Regions from separate parts of the Mus musculus genome. Here region 2 is linked to region 1. The links are chromatin contacts, called in public promoter capture Hi-C maps. All regions are on one chromosome and are shown on one strand. Each heading gives the region's core, a stretch centred on a gene start, on an enhancer-like site or on the middle of the called end of the contact. The rest is flanking DNA. Distances are from core to core; before and after follow the strand shown.

Region 1 (4,416 bases), core at 957-3,456:
TTTTGCTTGCATATATGTGCCTGTGCACCACTTGCATGTAGTGCCCATGGAGGCCAGGAGAAGGCATTGGACCCTCTGGATCTGGTGTTACAGATGACGGTGGGTCACCATGTAGGCGCTGGGAACCGAACCAGGTCCTCTGGAAGAGCAAAAAGTGCTCTTAACCTCTGAGCCATCTCTCCAGCCCCCGAACATACACTTTTTACATTAAGCTTGCTAGGAAAAAGATGAGCCTTTTTCACAATTGCTTCTTCAGATAATACACTGAGAACCTCACTTACTGATGTCATTTAACCTTTCTTCCACAGGGAACGCAAAACCTAGCCACAAGCAGAGAGCACAGAGGAGACACACATTGAACCCTGTTTGCTTTAGCAGTTAATGATTTAACCAGTAAACTCAGGTTCTCCAGCGATCCAGCCGGCTGCTCTCTAAGGCCCTGGCTCTGGTTGTGTGCACGTCCATTATCTAAGTGACCCCATGTGGTCATCTCCTTTATGCTACACGTGTGCGCCTGAACTTGAAGTTAGTTGTACTCAGGAGGGCTGGTTGGGGTCTGGTTTCTTATAGCTTTAGTTTTAAATCTTCAAAAGAACATGGGTTTTCCTTGTAAAAATGCTTCATATTAAAAAGAATAACCAGGGCTCTGCGTGACGGGGAATCTTTAGGGCTCAGATCCACTCTTTTCAAACAACCTCCCTAGGTAATTCCGATGTCTCTGCCACTGCCTCCTGCCCACTGGAATTAAGTCCTTAGTGAACACTTCTATCTGAGGGGACAACACTGCAGAGAGCCAAGAGTCTAGGAACGAATGTGTAAGTGTTCAGAGCTACCCTGCCCCGGGATGTGAGCCACTGAGAACGAACAAACCCAACTGGCCTCTCATCACTTCGGCCCCTTCTGGTTCCTTAGAGATGTGGGGGGCAGGCAGGGAAGACAGCTATGTTTGAGCCGAGAAGGGAGCTGGGAAAGTGGGGCCCTGTTTTTGAGCCTGGCCACCATTGCCTAATCCTGATCAATGGGAATCTATACCCGACAGCTTCCCTTCTCCCTCCAGTTTTGATTCCAACTAGTTTGCCATCAGTGAGCCAGGTAAGCGGTATTTCCAGAACAACTACTCATGAGATCACCTGGGGCCTCTAACCCTCCTTGCCCCACCCGAGACAGTGAATCAGAATTTCTAGGAGGTTCCGTGTCCTGGGCTGGAGCCCAGGCTGTAATATTATACACAGGGAAGTCTGAGAAGCATCTGTTCAGGTCGAGCTCATTGTGAAGAACGGAACCAGGGCTGACTGAGTGACATAATTTCCCCAAGGTCTGATTAACTATGGCTCGGGGGCCCAGAACGTGGTGAGCTCATTCTTTGCTCACAGACCAATACTGCCTGCTATGTTTAATCATCAGAGTCCAAGTATCTGCGAAGTTTCTGATTCACCGTGAGGCAGCTGTGGGTACGTGACTAACAAAGTCTGAGTTCCGGATGCAGGTCAGAACGTGCCACCCACCGGCTTAGAGGATGACAGACAGGGTGACCTGTCTGATTTGACCGGCCCCTCGGTTTCTTTCACTTTCAGTATCAGAATGAGGGGAAAGGCCTGACTGATTACCCTTGAGAAAGAAAGCAACAAGAAGGCAGGAGCGCAGGCTGATTCAACCACCTCACCGTTGTTTCCTCAGCTCCTGTTAGCACTTTGAGCCAAACAGCTCTGGTCCTGGCAACTGCCAGCCTCTTGTGGTCGTGGTCGGGAGAGAAAGGATGGCAAGCCCTGCTACAGACGCTCCGCTTGTAGACCAGAATCAGCTTTTCTAACTGAGAAACAAGGAGGAGAAGCACTCTGCTCCGCCCCACCCTCCCAGGACCCAGCTTGGAAAGCTCAGAGCAAGCTTTGACTCAGGGAAAGCTCGAGCTGGTTATAATTGCCTCTAATTGGCCCTCCCACACCATCGCACAGTTTACAGCTGTAATGAGTTCCAAAAAGGGATGCCATATATTCTCCTCCTACCTTAAAAACCAGAATCCTTTCCTGCCTAGGTTCTTCACATAACTGCTTGGATTTTTCCTAATACATCAAAAGATATTAAAAGCAAGATCAGTGAATGAATGAAAAGCAAACATGTAAATGTGTTTTCAAAGAGAGAGCCCTGAACCCTGTGACCTCAGGGGCAACGCTGTGGGCCTCATATTGCTAACGGAGACCAAGGACAGCGAACGAGAAACCGATTGCATTCCAGGGCACACGGCCCTCAGAACACATGCATCTCTTCGGACATCTCCCATGTTCTGATTTTTATCTTTCTTGGCATGCTCGGGCTCTCTTTTAATAAAGTCACAACCTCTGTTGCCATGGAACCCAATCAGACATGAAGCCTGTTACTAGGACTTCCCTGCAGGGCAAGAAAAAAAAAACAAAAAAAACAAAAAACAAACAAAAAAAAAACCCAAAAGACTCCAGTGACAAAAAGACCAACATTTTCTTAAAAATCAAAAACCAAAAAAACCCAAAAATCAAAAATCAAAGCAATGAGCCTTTGGAAAGCGTCTGACACCTTTGTGTCGACTAACACTTAAGTTTCACATAGGATAGTTTGAACTCTTAAGCCAAAGCGTGTCAACATTTTATTCACACAAAAAAAAATTAAGCTGGGACTTTACAAAGATATTTGTTTCCAAATAAATACCTGGCAAAGAGGATAAAACTACAGGATTCTCCCATTTTCCCCGCTTTTAGGTGAGCTTGCTCAAGACTGAATAGCTGTTTGGCAAACACGTGTCAGTCAGCAGCTACCAAATTGCAGTATCCATTTCTACCAGCACTAAGGTTTTTTTTTGCCAAGAGCTCGTTATTTCTCTGCAAAGAGAAGATATCTAAACAACACAATGAATCCTCTGCTCTGCCATTATCTGGGAAAAAAAATATATCTGATGCTAACAACAAAGCTATATATGGAAAGGGAGTTAACGTCAGCTGAGTGTCTGTCCTGAGCCCGGCACTTCGCATCTCACCGTGTGACTGACGGAGTTACTACCACCAAGGTTCCGACAGCCTTGAGTAGCTTGATCAAGCTGCCACGCGACAACTGTGCCTGACTCCCAAAGCTAGAGTTATTCATTCATTCTGCCTAGCTTTTATTCTGGCTCTGGGTGCCAAGCATTTGTTCAGCCACTTGTTCTTGATGAGGGAATTCACAGCTTTGGGCAGCCTGTCTCAGAAGAGGGCATGGATTCTATTTTGGCTTCCAGCTGGCTACAGTGGTAAGATGTTCATATTCTACTATCATACTCACGAAGCAGCAGCTACCCCATGGGAGAACCATGAGTGAATGTCCTGTCCGTTTGCCTAGGATGACACAGGATGTGCATCTGTACTGGACTGTTAATTAAGTTAAGGATATTTTACCTAGTAGCGTGTATAGGGACAACTTTCATGGAAAGAAAAATTTTCTCAGCACAAAATTGCCATGAGATACTACTCAGCAGACAGAAAGAGACAGGGAGCGGTGGGGAGGAGATGGGACACCTACAACCTACGTACACTGGCAGGGATGCTCATGACCAACCACTGGAAAACCCTGACATTCCTCAAAGGGTTAACATAGCATCCCTGTGACACCTAGCAATTCTGCTCATAGTTGTCCCACACGAATACCCAACTTGTAAGACCACCTAACCCTAAGTGGGCTGCCTTGCCTTTTGGAATCTCCATAAAAGCTGGACTTGAACGCAGACCCAAAGTCTAAGCTGCATCCATCCCTCTTCCTCCTCCTCCTCCTCCTCCTCCTCCTCCTCCTCCTCCCTCTCAAGGATCCAAGATTATTTAAGTTTTTTGTTTTTACATTTGTTGATTTGTGTGTGTGCGTGCATATATATGTGTGCACATGTGGGTATGTTCTGCACAGCACCTATGTGGAGGTCCCAGGACAATTTGCAAGAGTCAAGTTCTCTTCTTCCACTTCTGGGTTCTGGGACTAGAACTCAGGTCATCAGGCTTGGCAGCAAGCACCTTTACCTAGCAAACCATCTCAGCAGCCCCAAACCGCTTGCTTTGTTTCTGTGATTTATTTCTATGATTGCACACTGGAGTCAGCCTCGGGTCCCATGAATTTGCTACAAGCAGATTCAAATGTTGCATTTGCTTAGATGGTAAATAATAAACTGCAATGGAGGGGCCACAGAGGGCCAGCTGCTAACCAAGAACTGCCCATGCTGCTTACATTTCTACCTGAGGTGGAGCCAGGTCCTGGCAAGCCTTTAGTTCATGTTGGTCAATAAGGAAAATAATGGGTCAGTGAGACAGCTCAGGGAGCGTGGGGGTTTGAGTAGGTTAGGCTCCCATAGACACATGTGCTTGAATGCCTGACCCACAGGGAATGGCACTAGTAGGAGGTATGGCCTTGCTGGAGTAGGTGTGGACTTGT
Region 2 (4,848 bases), core at 141-2,640, 110 kb after region 1:
GTTTTAAAATTATAATTTAGGTTGTCCCAGAAAAAGAAGGGAAATATTTGAGAGGATTACAATAGTGTGTGTGTGTGTGTGTGTGTGTGTGTGTGTGTGTGTGTGTGTGTGTGTTGTCTGTTTAGGTGTGTCTCCTCTGAGAGATGAATCACGTGCTCTGTTTGTACCTTTCATGCCTTTGCTTACTTGCCTGCAATGACTTCGCCCAGAAAAGAGCCAGCCTGGAGATCTCTAGGCAACCCACCTGAGAAGAAGTCCCGGTTAACCTCACCAACCACCTCATTTGCAGGGGCACAGTCGTGGTGAAGGCTCTTGCTCACATGGAAGCCTTTTCTGCAGTTCTGGAAAGTTCTGATCCCTTCTTATCTCGAAGGACTAATCTGCTTCTTATCGCTAAGCTTTGGTAAACTGCATCTCACTGGGGGTCCCTGTGGGGATTCCGAGCTGTCATGCAGCCTTTATCTTTCCACCTACCCAGCAGCAGAGAGGAGAGCTCTAAATGTGACAGAATTACGAACCAAGAGTAAAGGATTCCCAAGGGCTGAATCCCTGTCTCCGAAGCACTAAGAACATCCTACACAAAATGTAAAACACAAATCTCAGGCTTTCCTGAAATTTCTCTCTCTCTCCACCTCTCTCTCTCTCTCTCTCTCTCTCTCTCTCTCTCTCTCTCTCTCTCTCTCTCTCTTTCTCCACCTCTCTCTCTCTCTCTCTCCCTCCCTCCCTCCCTCTCTTACTCTCTCCCCCCCCCCCCTCTCTCCGCTGAGAACAGGAAAATGATAGGTAAGTATCTAGCAACTGCTGCCAGATCTGGCCATCAGAGAAAATCAAATGGGAAAAGAAAATGAAAAGCAAAGCATAAAATACAGCTAAGGAAGGGAACACACACAGAGACACACAAACACACACACACAAACACACACAAACAAACACACACATGCACACACAAACACACATATGCACACTCATATGCATGCAAACACATACATACACACATGCACACACATATACACATATGTGCACACACATAAGCACACATGCACACACAAACACACATACATGCCCACCCACACACATACATACACAGGTACATACATATGCACACATGCACACATACACACATGCACACCCAAACATACATGCATGCACACACATCCATACACAGGTACATACATATATACACATACACAAACACACATACATGCACACATACATACACATATGCACATACAAACACACATGTGGGGGTGATGAGGAAAGAACAGGTTGCCACCCTTCCTGAGTCTTCTGAAACAGACATGTGATTGCTTTGGGGGCAGTTCTAGACAACACAGGAATTCCTGGAAGTTCAACTAAGGAGAGAACAATCCCATTTCCCCCCACGCCCCCAGAGTCATCCAACACTGGCTCTATTTCTAGGCATGCGTGTACACAGAGGCTCACAGATTATGCTGCTGACCCGTGGCAGCAACAGTTGTTCAGCTGACCAGAGCTCTAGTTTGTTTTCCCAGGTCTGATTTCTTTTCCAGCCACCCTGGAAAAGAATAACCGGATGATCGACACAAAAGCCTTTTCTATTGGGCTGGGCCAAGTGGTCCAGATCCCCCCCCCACCCCCACCCCCCATCAGCTTCTTTCATGTGCATCCTTCTTTCTGCCTTTCTGACGCCACAGCAAGTGAACAGCTCTCCTGAGCAGCCCTCGGACCCAGGAGACCTAGGTCTGCCACACGGGAGCAATGTTAGTCGCCTCAGTGCTCAGAGTGCCGTCAAGGCCAGGGACAGTGCTGTGAGTGAGGTGGGTCCTGGATACACACACACACACACACACACACACTGAGAGAGAGAGAGAGAGAGAGAGAGAGAGAGAGAGAGAGAGAGAGAGAGAGAGAGAGAGATACACACACCAGACTTCAGAATTCGTCATTTGAAAAAGGCAATAATATATATAATATTGCTGAGGCCTACCACACTGACATTTCTTCCACAACAGCGCGTATGATTATTCTCACCAAGGTCTAAATAAGGCCTGGAAGCCATCATGCACCCCCTCTGGTCAGACCCTGCAAGTCCTTTAACTCAGAGCAGGTTGGAACCTACCAAAGTGAAGAAGAAACGTGGGTTTTCAAGAGCTTTTGGGTTTTAGAACTGCAGAAAAGTGAACTGTAGGTTTGTAACAATGGCCATCTCACAAACATGCTGTTCCGGGCATGGTTCCACGTTTCCAGTAGACCATCCTCGGTCTACAGTGTACATCCTCGGCCTGACATATCATATACTGTATAATATATTTAACGTGAGAAATCTCAATCCTCAAGACAATCCCACAATGCATCACGGTTGTCCCATAGAGTGTCCAGTGAGCACACGGAGAAGAGACAACAGAACATAAAACCGGTTACTGACTAAGTGAAATGTAAACATACACGGGCTACACAGAGCCGGGAGGGTGGATACAGCTGGACACACATCTGCTAAGGTGGCCCGGGCACTTCCTCTAGACCTGCCTGTCTCTGTGGTCCTTTCCAGCATTGCTTCTGCACAGCCTCAGAGTTTGCAGATAGAACACTAAGGTGTAGACTCCTTCCCAGGGACCCAGAGGCAGGAGAGGGACAGGTTCAGACCAAAATCATGGCTACAACAATCCCCTGGGGAGTTGGGACCAGGAACTGCAACCACTCTCTTTCAAGGTCCCTCCTTGGTCTGTAAAATGTGAATGTGGTCCGGGTGGGATTACAGAATAGCCACACAGAGCCTACATGTTTAAACACACCAGGAGGCCTAATTTGTAGGAGTTTTCTCTTTACATAAAACATGCTATACATGCGGACAGTGGTCTGCTGAGACACTCTGCAGCTGACATACAATGGAGTGTGACAAGAGTCATTTGGATACATGTATGTAATATATGTTTTTTCTCTTCTATAGTAAGGACCCAGATTTCTATTTGATAACTGGTATTCCTGTTAGCTGCTGTAGCTCTGCAGTATACACACATGAGCTTGCTCAGTGGGCGTGCATGCACACACACACACACACCCGTATGTATACACTCACATACATCCATACACACACATTAATCTCATTTATTTTTACATTACTTATTGGTTACCATTTGGATTATTAATACAAGCTGATGTGGCAAATAAAAAAATTAACTGGTGCTTACTTGGGCCAGGCCCTTAGTAAACAGATAGTAGTCAAGGCAGACACGATTCACATCCTTCGAGCACACACAGTTGCAGTAGAGAGCAAAATCAAAACAGCAAGTGTTACTAACCAAGGACCAGGAGGGTAGCAGAGAGAGAACTGTGCACTGGGCTTCAACCAATTAGTGATCGGAACCGAAGTGGAACGAAAATTAATTTTACATGAGCTGCTTGAGTTTAATCCCAGTAAATTTGTATCATAAAACTGAACTATCGAGAAGGATTGCCAATATAACCATTAAAGAGAGGAACAGGGTCTCCATGTACATAGCCAGTCACTGACACATTGAACACGCCCACCCAGGCTCACGATTGTGATTAGCAGAAGATTAGCCCAATCTGCATACACATTATAAGTGTCTGATTAAATTGCTCAAGAGTGGAAAAACTAATAGGAGAGACTGTTTTATGTTTTTTTTTTTTTGCGTTTTTTTTTTTTCAGAATACAATCCCACCAATCCCTTGCCCCCGCTGCTCAGAGTCAAGGTTATCCAGTGAGAGCTGCACTTAGCTGAAAGTGGTTTGTAGAAGAGTGGTGGAGTGCATTTGAATGTCAAGAGCGGAAAGAGGAAAGAGCAGTGCTAAGGGGATTTTCGCAGCAGTAAACAGGGCAAGTACTCAGCCGGCTGGTGGGAATATGGAGGACCCCTGAGGGTGGGGTTCACTAACCTTCATTCCTTCTTTTCTCATTAACATCATCCCGATTTTATTCAGGATGCTAATATGCCTTGTTCAATATACTCTTCTCGGCCCCCTTGAAGTTGCCGATGGCCATGTACGATGGTTCTGGTGAAGGAAAAAAATAAACCCGAGTAAACATCTGTTTTGTTATTTCCTAATAAAAGAAGATACAGTTGATGAGGAAAGCTCTTCCCACCCCTTTCAACATAGACCCAATGGCTGGGACTTAAGCCACCTGGTATTACCATGACAACGGAAACCAGAGTGTTGAGTGGCTCTGATGAGGATCTGAACTAGCCTATCTCCAGATCTGCCATCACGTTAGAGAAATACACCCCTGCTTGTTTCAGTCACTGTTCTTGGACTTTTCTGTGGTTTGCAACCAAACGTTCCCAACAGAGCATCCAGGACAGAAGGTTATACTTGAGAGTCTGAACCTTAGGCAACGTCACCATAGAGACTGAGCATCCTCCACAATTAGCAATGTGTGTGGGTACCAGGAAGCAACCAGTCTGTTGCACCATGAAATGTGGACCAGCATGGGATGCCAAAGCAGGATGGCCGCCGAGGCTGCCGGTTGTTCTGGGGCACACACACTCCACCTTCTCTTCCACCAGCTGAATCCTGAGTTTGTTCCCACACGGCACACACGTGTCCTTCTCCAGCCTTACATACAAGAACTCCCCATTTCAGACACCTTGGCAAAGACCAGTGAAAGATGGGTAAGTTGATCTAGAACCTGCCCACTGTGGAGACAGCTCAGCTGTTTCTAGCTCCACCCAAGAGGCAGGAGATTGCCGTATGGAACACAGACAGGCATGTGATCGGCTGCCTTTAGATCATGTTCAATTATGTTATCAGCACCTTCTGGCTCTTTGGTCCCCAGTTAAGCCTTCCCTTGGAGATATATATATATATATATATATATATATATATATATATATATATCCACACACATAC

The links. Capture Hi-C pulls out chosen DNA fragments and counts their contacts.
Region 2: a contact with region 1 is called in a promoter capture Hi-C map of adipose tissue. The contact joins two enhancer-like sites. A contact is called at or near these places in 3 of 484 Hi-C or Micro-C datasets (CD4 T cells, bone marrow-derived macrophages and cortical glia), 6 of 115 datasets of contacts at active chromatin or transcription factors (bone marrow-derived macrophages, cardiomyocytes, embryonic stem cells and 3 more) and 3 of 9 other capture datasets (adipose tissue, liver and pancreatic islet).

The regions. Positions count from the first base shown.
Region 1 is chr10:94,542,816-94,547,231 of GRCm38.p6, reverse strand. The region is part of intron 1 of Tmcc3 (transmembrane and coiled coil domains 3); the gene reads right to left. Among named protein-coding and RNA genes, the nearest start is that of Gm40743, 30 kb to the right of the region's middle. Within about 2 kb of position 2,206, at least 300 of the 459 cell types and tissues checked have an H3K27ac peak or open chromatin away from gene starts, as enhancers often do. A contact at or near this core is called in adipose tissue, where this site is marked.
Region 2 is chr10:94,429,668-94,434,515 of GRCm38.p6, reverse strand. It overlaps a transcript of Tmcc3 not described here. Among named protein-coding and RNA genes, the nearest start is that of Gm32827, 5.6 kb to the right of the region's middle. Within about 2 kb of position 1,390, at least 12 of the 459 cell types and tissues checked have an H3K27ac peak or open chromatin away from gene starts, as enhancers often do. A contact at or near this core is called in adipose tissue, where this site is marked.